2 separate regions of the Sus scrofa genome follow, and region 2 is linked to region 1. The links are chromatin contacts, called in public HiChIP or PLAC-seq maps. All regions are on one chromosome and are shown on one strand. Each heading gives the region's core, a stretch centred on a gene start, on an enhancer-like site or on the middle of the called end of the contact. The rest is flanking DNA. Distances are from core to core; before and after follow the strand shown.

Evidence for each region. HiChIP or PLAC-seq counts read pairs in DNA pulled down with a chosen protein or histone mark.
Region 2: a contact with region 1 is called in an H3K27ac HiChIP or PLAC-seq map of skeletal muscle. The contact joins the promoter of PCDH12 here to the enhancer-like site in region 1. A contact is called at or near these places in 5 of 47 Hi-C or Micro-C datasets (heart right ventricle, mesenteric adipose tissue, omental adipose tissue and 2 more) and 1 of 2 datasets of contacts at active chromatin or transcription factors (skeletal muscle).

What each region holds. Positions count from the first base shown.
Region 1 is chr2:143,442,461-143,447,925 of Sscrofa11.1, forward strand. No RefSeq gene overlaps it. Among named protein-coding and RNA genes, the nearest start is that of PCDH1, 56 kb to the right of the region's middle. Within about 2 kb of position 2,946, at least 7 of the 83 cell types and tissues checked have an H3K27ac peak or open chromatin away from gene starts, as enhancers often do. A contact at or near this core is called in skeletal muscle, where this site is marked.
Region 2 is chr2:143,562,998-143,569,018 of Sscrofa11.1, forward strand. It overlaps PCDH12 (protocadherin-12), which reads right to left and starts at 2,031. Exons shown (of 4, transcript XM_003124041.4): 1 at 1-2,031. The coding sequence starts at 911.

The DNA.
Region 1 (5,465 bases), core at 1,696-4,195:
TCTGCTTCCTGCGGGCTTCTGTGAGTGCCACGTCCAAGAGGCCCTCCCCGACTCTCTCATCAGACGGGTGTTCCTTTCTCCAGGACTCCTTGCCACTTTGCTTCCATCTCCGTGTTGCTGCTCCCCACGGTTCATCCTGATCATAAGAATTGCCTTTATTGAGGGTTTCTCATGCGCCACATGCTGCACGAAGGGCTCGAAGCACGTTTTCCCCCCACAGCTCCCTGGCTGAGTACTGTTACTATCACCATCTTACAGAGGTGGAAACTGAGGCTCAAGCGAAGTAACTTGCTGAAGGTCACCCAAGTAGGAAAAGCAAAGTGGGGACTCTAACCCCGGTTTCCGGGACTCCGGGGCCGGCACTTCCCGCTACTGGGTGCTGTGCCAATGTCCATCTCCCCCGCTCCCTTCTTACATTCGGTCCTGCTGGCGATGCCCACACAGTACCCGCCTGCGGTAGGTGCTTGAGGGCTGCTTCGGTGGGTTGGTGGTCTCTGGCCAGGGCTGAGTGGCTTCCGGCTGGAAGGGCTGGGGCAGAATGGCAGTGCAGGCTGCTGCGTGCCTCCTCAAGGCCCTCAGGGCTCAGTCTGGCCTGAAATCTCTGCATCAAGCCCACGAAAGGCAAATGTCCTGAGGCCGCATCCCAGCCACACTGCCTCGCTCGGCCACCTGGGGTCTCGGAACTGACCTGTTGCGCAATTCCCGGGGAAGCCGCGCCATGGCGCCCCCTAGTGGGCAGAGGGTCACGGTGGCGGAGGGAGGCAGCGAGCGTGCGCGGTTGGAGAGCCCCCCTGCCGCCCAGCCCGGCAGCTCTCTGAGCCCCCTTCCCAAGGCCCCCCTCGGGGAAGTGACCATGTCCTTGTGGAACCTGCCCCGACTCCCGCCTGGAGGACAAAGCAAAGCCCCACTGCCAGCGCCAGAGGAAGAGCCCCTCTCCCTCCTGCCCCGAGGGGGTAGTGCCAGCAGAGGGCTTCCATCACAGCCTCCCCCACGGTGTAGCTCCCACCCGCGGCTGCCTTACCCTCAGCTAGAGAGGGTTTGAGGCTGGTCTGCCGGGGAGCATGATGTGATGCCGCTCCCCTCCCAGGTTAGGGTTTTGATCTGGAATCCAGGAGCTGGAGTCCCAGGGGGCTCAGATCGGAACTGTTCCCCGCCCCAGACATGCTTCCGCCCTCCGCCTCCACCAGGAACCTGCAACCCTGGCACCTCAGCTTTGAAGGCAGGGCTCCTGACAGGCTACTGTTCCCATGGCAACCCCATCCCCGGCTGCCCTACCCAGGGCTTCCCTCCCCCGCCTCCCTCCTCCCTGAACCCACAGCACCTTCATTCATGGAATGAAAACTGCTCAACATCACCAGCGTGGACACCACTCTCCCTCCCTCTCTCTCCCCTCATTCGATGGAGATCCATGGACCAGGGCGAGAAACGGTTGAAAGAGTGCGAGTAGGGGTGGGAGAGAGGCTGGACTAGTGTGCCTGCAGGGGTAGGAGAGGAAGGGGAAGGAGCCCTGGCTCAGCTCCCAACCTGTGGGCCCCCAAGGCTTGGGTCTCTGCTCCTCCTGTTTCCAGCTCTGTTGACGGACCCGCATCTCCCTCGGCTCTGGCTCTGTGAAGGTCCAGAGCCAGATACTTTCTCTGACGGCCCCAGGCCACAGAGCAACCAGGGCCAGGTCTCAGGTCCAGCCAAACCGTAGCTCAGACTCCAAATGCAGGGGTTCAGTCCTGGAGCTCACCCAGGAGCACTGAGGCTGCTCCTGGTGGAGGCCCTGGTGCCTCCCCGGGTCAGACAAGGCCTTGCAGAGGCTGTTGCAGGGTGGGGGGGGGATTCAAATTGACAGCAGGATTATGGGAAGGACTGGAGGGGAGTCTCAGGCCCCAGCCCTGGGTAAATAACACGGCTCGTTGGCTCTCAAGCTTTGGCAGGTGCTGTTGGAAGGTCAGGCAAGGCCTGCTCAGAGCAGGCATCAGTCCCATCCCCGCAGGAGGCCCTGAGCATGCTCAGCCACTCAGCTTCAGAATCCACCCGCCTGGGTTTGAATTATAACGCCCTAGTTTATTCACTGCTTGATGCTTACCTTCTCTGAGCTTGCGTTCCTTACCTAAAAAAGGAGGAGTAATTACATACAAGCACAGTCATGCCTCGGGATCCAGGGGGACTTAGGCCAGGAGCCCCTGCAGATGCCCAATCCAAAGACGCTCAAGTCCTTCAAGCGCAGCGGCGCGGTACAGCCTATGCAGTCGGCCCTCCACGTCGGCGGCTGCGAAACCCACGGATGGGGAGGGCTGAGGGTATGTGGCTGATATCTAGGAGCCCGACCTGCCTCGCAGAGTGCTTTAGGGGCAGTATCTCACTTAATTTTCATAGCAGCCCAGCGACACAGATAGCACTGTTGCTGTGTGTCCTCCACAGAGAGGAGACCGAGGCTGAGAGAGGTGACGGTGAATCAGGCAGCGGGAGCGCAGGGCTTTGCATCCAGGCGGCAGCGGGAGCCAACATCTGCAGTAATAGGGGTGTTCTTACTCGTGAGGGTCCACCACTGAACCGGGGACCGCATCTCTTCTTTCACTCGAGGGTGCAGAGTCCTCTGCAAGCCAAACTGTGCACCGCTGAGCGAGCGAGACCTGGCGTCAGGGAGGCCAGGTTTGGAGAGGTTGGGGTTCTGGTGGGAGCAGGAAGGGAGATGAGCTTTGTTCCAAGGAGCATCTCAGCTGGCAGAGCCGTGAGACCGTCCCTCGGCCAATCCCTCGATCACGGAGGCAGCGGGACTGTGAAGTGTCAAGAAGGAAGGGACTTGCCCAAGGTCACTTGTCCGAGGACAGCCCTGCCACTCCCCCCTCAATCCCTTGCAGCCTTGGGTCAGCACGTTAAGGTCAAGGTCAGAAGCCGCAGAGGCTTAGAATCCTCAGGAAGGGTGGAGAAGGTGGAAGGAAGCAATTCTTTGCCTTTGGGGAAGTGCCCTGGAACTCAGACCCACCCAGCCAGCCTTGCAGCTTGCCCACATCCCCTGTGGGCCACCCCAGCTCCTCCAGTTTCTATCCTTTCCTGAAAGAGTCCCCCATTCCTGAGCAGCCTGCCCCCCGAAAAACCTCTGAACACTGGAGCCTAATCACCCCTCCCCACCCCCCACCTTGAGTGAACCTGCTGAACAAACAGCATTGTTCCCAGTACAATGGATACAAAGAACTTGGGAATTCACAGAATGGTCCTATTTCAGCTTCCTTCCCCTCCAAGCCCCAGAGAGATCCATTGTCAGTAAACTCCACTTAAAATATGCACCTTCGCTCCAGCTGGGGAGCCGCTTAAGACCTTGGAAGAGCCTCCCCCACCCCCACTCCCTTCCCGTCCTTCCCCCGCCTTCAGATCCAGACAGGGAGCGGGGGAAGGGCAACCGCCGGGAAGGGAGCTGGAGGCCACACTGGCCCCCCGCAGTCCCCCTGGGCACCTGGCAGCCCCATTTTACAGCTGTGAGGACTGATTAGCAGTGGGCTTGAGGGACCTGCTCCTGTGGTTCCCAGTCACAGTGCCTCGGCTTCACAGGAGACCTCAGGGCCCCCTCTCTTCTGCTGCCTGCTTGCAGGAAACCTCTGAGGACAAAAGAAGGCACCTGTTCCACTCCCGAAATTCCTCCTTCTTGTTAGACCTTCCTTGAAGAGGCCTCACCGCGTCCTGGTGACAGCCCCGTCCTCCACTCCCTGGCTCCCGCGTCCTGTGGTCTTCCTCCGGCAAGGGACAGGCCTCCCGGGACCGGACGGCGGCCTCTGCAGCCCCTAAGGCTCTCTTTCTCCTGGGCTGAACAACTCCTCCCTTTCCCCCAGACCCCCTGTGTCCATGGTTTTGAGGCCCTCCCCCAACCTATTTTCCTCGCCTGTGCCGCGCTGCTATCACTGAGGACTCACAGTGGTAGGACCCAGCGCTGGCCCCATAAGTATTTGTTAAGTGCCTTCCAGGTACCAGGCACTGCGCTAACAGCTGGAAATACAAACGAGATCCCGGCTTTCCCGAGGTTTGTAATTCTGACTAAACTCAGATGCTAATATCAGATAAACACAGGAATGAATGCATAATTACCAAGTGCGATAAGGGATCAGACTAAAGGAAACTGATCATATGAAAGTAACAAAGGAACTTGATTTAGTGTGGAAGGACAGGGGTGGACCACCCTAGGCTTCCTGACATCTAAAGGATCTAGGCTTTAATTAGAGAAAGTAGACAGGGAACAGCATTTAAAGTGGTGGGAACAGATTGTGCAAAGGCCCTGTGGAGAGAAAGCCAATGGGATTAGAGGCTACTGAGCGGTGGGCAGGCGCGGTAGGCCTCAGGGAGGAGTTGGACAAAAATGCAGCAGAAAGACATAAAAGTCTATATGCAGTAGGGGCTGGTTGAAATTTGCCTCAAAAAGCACAGATCTGGAGTTCCCGTTGTGGCTCAGTGGTTAACGAATCTGACTAGGAACCATGAGGTTTCAGGTTCTATCTCTGGCCTTCCTCGGTGGGTTAAGGATCTGGATGAGTTGTGGTATATAGGGTGCAGACACGGCTCGGATCCCGAGTTGCTGTGGCTCTGGCGTAGGCCGGTGGCTACAGCTCCAATTGGACCCCTAGCCTGGGAACCTCCATATGCCACAGGTGCGGCCCTCAAAAGACAAAAAGGCCAAAAAAAAAAAAAAAAAAAAAAAAGACACAGATCCTGAGAGTGGCTGATCCCAAAGCAGTTCTTCTGAGCTTTTGCACTTACTGTCCCCTCTGCCTGGGATGCTCTGTTCCCAGATTTTCCTGAGGTTTCAGAGCTTGCCCAACCCATCCAGCCTAAAGGAGTTCGCCTCTCATGCCCTTTCACTCTATTCTTTTAGCCCGACTTAGCTTCTTTTTAATAGCACATTCTGAAATGGAATTATTTCTTTGCATGTTTGCTCCTGCTCTGTCCTCTCGCTGGAAAGTAAGCTCTGTGTGGGCAGGAATTTTGTCTGACTTGTCACTATGGCACTGTAGCCTCTGACAGTACTGGCACATAGTAGGCCCTCAGTAGATAGTACGTGAACGAAGGAATGAGTTCCTACATGTACTCCAAGATAAAAGTGGATCAGTATTTACCCACAAAGACCATGTAGAAGGGTATAGATATTTTAACCTCCCTCGCCTGCATGGACCACCCCTCAAGGGGCCTCTTGGACAGTCCAGGGGCAGGGCCTGCACAGTTCATTGCCCGAGGCCAGCTGATCAGCACCCACCCGCTCTGGCTGGCTAAAGGCCTGTACAGACTCGCCTGAATCGGGCCAGCTGTTCCTTAATCGAAGATGAGGTGGAATTTTAAGTGCCCTGCGGAAGGGGCTGGAAAGAGCATGGTCTGCGAGGCCTGGAAGCGGCGGAGCTCCTCGCGGCTCCATCCCTTCCCACCCCCTCCTCCCCGGCTGCCCCGCCACCTCCTGTGGTTCCCCTGGTGCTGTTCTGCTGGCAGTGGCTGAACCA
Region 2 (6,021 bases), core at 781-3,280, 120 kb after region 1:
ACCTGGCCGGTCTTGGCATCAATGCTGAAAGCGTCCAGCACCTCTGGAGGCACGTGCTTGCTGAGGAGGAATTCCACCTCCCCGTTGGGGCCTTGGTCAGGGTCTGTGGCAGTCAGGTTGATGAGGAGAGTGCCAGGGGCAGTGTCTTCTTGGACTTCTAGTGCCAGCGAGCTCTCAGCAAAGACAGGGCTGTTGTCATTGGAGTCCAGGACGTTGACCTTCACCAGGCTGGTGCCTGACTTGGGGGGGTTCCCGCTGTCATAGGCAGTCAACACCAGGTCAAAAAACGAGCGGATTTCCCGGTCCAGCTCCTTCACCACCACGAGCTCCGCGTGTTTGGTCTCATCAGGCCCCACGATGACATCCAGGGCAAAGTGCTCGCTGGGGGACAGGGTGTAGGAGTGTAGGGTGTTGGGGCCGGTGTCTGGGTCCAGAGCTCTGTCCAGGGGGATCCGGGTGCTCAGCGAGGCGCTCTCCGAGATTTCCAGCTCCTGCTCGCCTTTGGGGAACTGGGGCTGGTGGTCATTGATGTCCAGCACCTGGACCTCTACGTGGATGAGAGCCAAGTCCCCTGCGGCCAGCACGTCAAAGGAAACCAGGCAGGGATCCTGCTGCCGGCAGAGCTGCTCCCGGTCCAGCCGCTTCCCTGTGCTGAGCAGGCCGTCCTCAGCGTCCACCTGGATGGGCAGCGCCTGAGGCAGCTGCAAGACCTGGAAGGCACCCCCCGCCAGCCCCGGCCGCTCCTCCCGGCCCAGCTCCCGGGCCAGCTTCCCTATCACCGTGCCGGCCGGCACTTCCTCGGACACCTGGTATTTCACTGTGAGAGTGGCCACCTCCTGACAATCCCCCGAAAGGAGCAAGGAGCCACCAGGTCCCAGAAGTCCCAGCAGAAGCGGCAGAAGTGGCATCATGCTTACCACCCGAGTGGACCAGATCCAGGAATCCGCTAGAGTTTGCCAAAGACTAGACACGTCCTCCGGTGTCTGCCGGGGGGCTTGATTCTCCGGCCCCCAGACCTGCGGGCACAGTCGTGTCCCATAATTAGCTGAGGGAACCAGCAGAGTTCCCAGGCCAGGCCATCGTCGGCAGCAGGGGCTTGAGAGCCCCAAGACCGACGGAGCAGAATGGCCCGGGAGGCCACGTTCCGGGGGCCCCCGTTGGTCCCAGTCAGCAAATGACGAACAAGAGCCAGTCCAAGGGGGACTTGACCCGGGAGAGCAGGATGTGCGGCTCTGACTTCCAAACAGTTGCTAGGCTGGGGAGACAGAGAAGCAGCTTTTTCCTATGGAAACCCCACCTACAGGAAAAGGGAGGCTGTGCGTCTCAGTGCCAATTAGAGAAAGAGTTTCCGTGAAGCCGAGTGGCCTGCCGCTGAGGAGGATGCGGCCGGGGACAGGCCGGATGGGAAGGTGCTGTCCACGCAGCAGGGCAGCGCCGCTGAGGGCACGGGAGCCCCTGCTGGGGCCAAGGGAGCAGAGCGCCCAGCCCCTCCTGGGCCGTCACCACCCACCCCCACCTGCCCCCACCCGCGTCCTCTCAGTCTTGACCCTGCCCCGATCACCCGTTTTATTGTTGTTGTCTTTTGTCTTTTTAGGGCCACACCCGAGGCGAATGGAGGTTCCCAGGCTAGGGGTCGAATCAGAGCTGGAGCCACCGCCTTACACCACAGCCACAGCAACGCGGGATCCAAGCTGCATCTGCGACCTACACCACAGCTCATGGCAATGCCAGATCCTTAACCCTCTGGGTGAGGCCAGGGATTGAACCTGAGTCCTCATGGATGCTAGTTGGCTTCCTTAACCACTGAGCCACGATCCCTGTTTTGCGTCTCATGGGGAGCCGCGCTGATTAAGAGAGCAGCCGTCAGAGCCAACCGCCTGCATTCCAACCCTGCCTCTGCAACTTCCCAGCTGGGTCCCAGGGGAAACGTCTGCACCCAGCGGCTCCTCTGCCGGGTGTGGTCGGGAATAAGACAGCAGCCCTCGCAGCGGTTTTGTCAAGATGACCTGGCAAAGAGGTGGTTATTCGGGGTGGGTGGTGTGATCTGCACAGTCTGGCCCTCCCCACGGCTGCCTGGGGCAGTCCCCGCCCGCACAGACCCATAGGGGGCCCCGTGGCCTTGGCTCCTGAAGCGGGATGGTCCCTCTGACCTGACCGGGCAGCTCCCCCCCCCCCCCAGCTCCCCTCCCCGCCTTGGGGCCCATTGTTCTGTGTCTGGTGCAGCCTGAGCCCCGCGGGGGAGTCCCCCAGCCTTGGACGTTTCTATACCCTTCCCTCTCCCCCCTCTTCCTCTCCCCGCCCCCCTTCCTCCAATTCTTCCCTCCCCGCCGCTGTTTGTGTCCAGTCTCAGAAGGGAAGCCCGGGATGGGGCGAGGGGGCGGCCGGCTTGGGTGGCCTTGAGGTGACTTGCCTTTCCTTTCCGCTTCCATCTGCTGCCCTACCGTCTCGTCTTGCCCTTTACCATGAGGTTGCCTCCGGAAGTTTGTAAAGCAGTCGAAGGGACGGGAGTTAAGGGCCAGTTTCCCCTGCATTGGGCATTTGCAGCTCCATCCTTGGGGCCCAAGGACTCCAATCAGGCCCACTGGCCTGGAGGCCTGTGGCCACTGGGATGGGTGACTGCGGGCCTCCGTGGTCTAAGCATCCCTTGCGTGCCCCCTTCTCCTGTGTGCTTCTTTGCCATGCCCTGTCCTGTCACATTGTCATGGAGGTTTCCCACCCCTCTTGCTGAAAGCCCGCTGACCCACAGCAGGGGCCTTGAATCAACAGGGCGTTTCCTCCAGTGCTGCTCTGGACACGGACAGAACCCTCGCTAGCATAGAGATGTTGCCCAAGTCACCTCGCCTCCCCGAGCCTCAGTTTCCTTCTCTGTAGAGGGTGGCTGTCACCCATCTCAAGAGTTCGCAGGAAGGGTTCCAGGAGATGACACTGGGGAGGGCTCAGCGCCTTGCCTGCGACAGAGAAATCTAGTCTCCTGACCTGGGACCAGCTCTTACCTGGTAGTATCTTCTGGGGTTTATGCCTTGAATGCACATGGTAAAGACAGTCTCGCGTTTGTCCCTTCACTTTTTCCTCTGCCATCTTGGCCAGGAAGATCCACTCCCCAGGGCTCCCTCAGCTCAGGCGTGAGCCCCGCGTGCCTGTCCTGCAAGGGGAGCTGGCATGGGCCCAGGCTCCTTGGAGACACACTGACAGCTCATTGACCTTTGGTGACAGGCCCCCGAAAGTGACCCCCAAGGGGCGTGTCATCTCAGGTGGGGGCGGGGAAGATGAAAGAGGAAGCGGGTCGGTGGATGGCTCCAGATCCAGCCTGGGACCGGGAGAGGCTGCGCCTGGAGGCTCCTTGGACAGACTCTGGAGGACATGAGGAATGAGCCAGAGCCGGGCTGGGCTGCGGGGAGGCAGTGCACACGGACGGAGCAGAATGCCAGAGGCCAGAGGTGGGCACGCTGGCTCCTTGCCGTCCCACAGGAGAGTCTGTGGGCATTGCCGGGTGGAAGGTGGGCTGGAGATGTTGGCCGAGGCTGCTGATGATGGAGGGTCTGGGCCCTGAGCTAAGGATTCGGAGCTTGTCCTGAAGGCCTTGGGGAGCTTTGGAAGGGCTCTGAGCAGGGTGCTGGGAAGAGCAGCCTTGTCCTGGTGCTGCTTTTCCTGCGTCGTCCCATGCCTCCCTGCCAACCATGCTGTCGGGCTGAAGAAGCCGAGCACAGGAGGTTGGGGGACTTGCCAGATTATGCAGATCTGCCCTCCGCAAAGCCCCTTGGGCTGCACTCTGGGAAATGGCTTGGAAGGGAATGGAGAAGAGGGAGGGAGGAGGGCCAGCTGGGAGTAATGCAGGGGGCTTTGGTGCAGGAGATGCTGGGGCTGAGAACGTTTCCAGAGTGCCATCTGGTGGCCAAAGGCAGAGAGATGGGCACAGAGTAGCAGTGGGGGGCTGGAGCTCACAAAGGCCCACAGCTCCACACCTGGGCTCTTGTGCCGTGGAGAGCACAGTGCAAGGAGCTACACACAGGTGACAGTCGTTTCTTATTTCTTTTCCTTCCTTCCTTCCTTCCTTTCTTTCTTTTTTTTTGCTTTTTAGGGCCGTATCTGCAGCATATGGAAATTACCGGGCTGGGGGAACTAGGTCCGAGCCAGGTCTGCAATCTACACCACAGCTCACTGCAATGCTGGCTCCTTTACCCGCTGAGCGAGGCCAGGAATCAAACTTGCATCCTCATGAATACTAGTCAAGTTCATTACCGCTGAGCCCCCAGAGGAACCCCACAGTCATTCCTCTTAATGGAAAACTTAGCATGACGCCGCGCCCACAGGAAGAATTAGGGGATTCATGATTTTACACGTGTTAACACTTAGATTCCTGAAAGGGCATTGAGGGGGTGTGTGTGTGTGTGTGTGTGTGTGTGTGTGTGTGTGTGTGTGTGTGGTCTTGTCTTGACTGAGATCCATAGATGCAGAAAATGGACTCACAGGTCATAAAAAACCTTGCATGTGGATTGGTTTGCATTAGGTGGTTTAATTATTGTTTTTTGTTTTAATCACGTTGGAGGTATGAAGCTAAGGCAACCCTTTAGGGATCCAAAGCCAGCAAATGTGGTAGCAGATTTTTTTTTAAAGGAAATGAGGTTTCAGTTTAGTAATATTTTCTCCTCCTTTCTGGTTTTGGTCAGTTGATCTTTAGCAGTCATGTGACAGGGGCTAAAACTGGAGTTTGTCTGGAAAATCTCCATCACTCTAAGAGGTTTTTTTGGTTTTTCGTTTGTTTGTTTGTTTTTGGCCATGCCCAAAACAGGCCAGGGATTAAACCCAAGCCACAGCGGTGACAATGCCAGATCCTTAACACACTGAGCCACCAGGAAACTCCTATTTCCCCCTCTTTGAAAAGACTTCATCTTTCAGATCATTTGGGACCTAGTTGGGAAAGTTGATTGGATCTTTTTGCTGGAAAGAAGGGGCTAAGTGATCTATATAATGGAAAAACAACAGTTCCCTGGCGGTTCAGCAGGTTAAGGATCTGGCATTGTCACTGCCATGGCTCAGGTTGCTGCTGTGGCACAGGTTCGATCCCAGGCCCGGGACTTCTCCATGCCATGGGGATGGCTAAAAAATAAATAAGTAAATAAATAAAATAGAATAAAAGGAAAAGAAAAACAGTTGAGGGGAGGGGAATTGCTGACATCTGCGGGAAGTGTGGAGGCGGGTACAGCAGAGAACAGCGGTGGCTCTGCAGCAAGTAACTGCAGATAAGGACTTTCCCACCGGCTCTTATAAGCTATGGAGCTCCTTCATGGTTTTTCAGAGAAACACAAGGAAAGATTTATAATTTCTGTTGTCTTTTAGTAACCAAAACACAGCTCCCCAAACTGGACCACAGAAATTCTGAGTTGAGAAAAGTTACAGTTATGCTATGTCTGCCCAATCCTGAGAGGGGAAGTGGGCTCCTTTCCCACTTAAATGTCTTCTTTCTTTTCTTCCTTTTTTTTTTTTTTGTTTGTCTTTTTCGGGCCGCACCTGCAGCATATGGAAGTTCCCGGTTGGGGTTGAATTGGAGCTGTAGCTGCTGGTCTACACCACAGCCACAGCCACGCCAGATCCGAGCCACATCTGCGACCTACACCCCAGTTCACAGCAACGCTGGATCTTTGACCCACTGAACGAGGCCAGGGATCGAACCTGCAATCTCATGGTTCCTAGTCGGATTTGTTTCCGCTGCGCCACCACGGGAACTCCCACTTTTAAATTTCCATTCTGAGGTCCTGTAGGTCATTCCGCCACACGCCTCTTCTCCGCCACTGACACACAAGTTCTCAGAAGCACCACCAACCTTGTAAGGGCCAACTCTGCAGCCATCAGGCCTTGCTTAGAGAACCTCTCCCCTGTGCCTGCATCGCCGCTCCGCAGAAGCTCTGTGCGCACCTGATTTTTCCACCATATTTCTGTCCGTGCTTCCGTCTGCTTCTCTGTTTCCATCTGAGTCCCCGATGTGGGTGTGTGTCCCAGATACACCCCTCAGCCCTCTCTTCT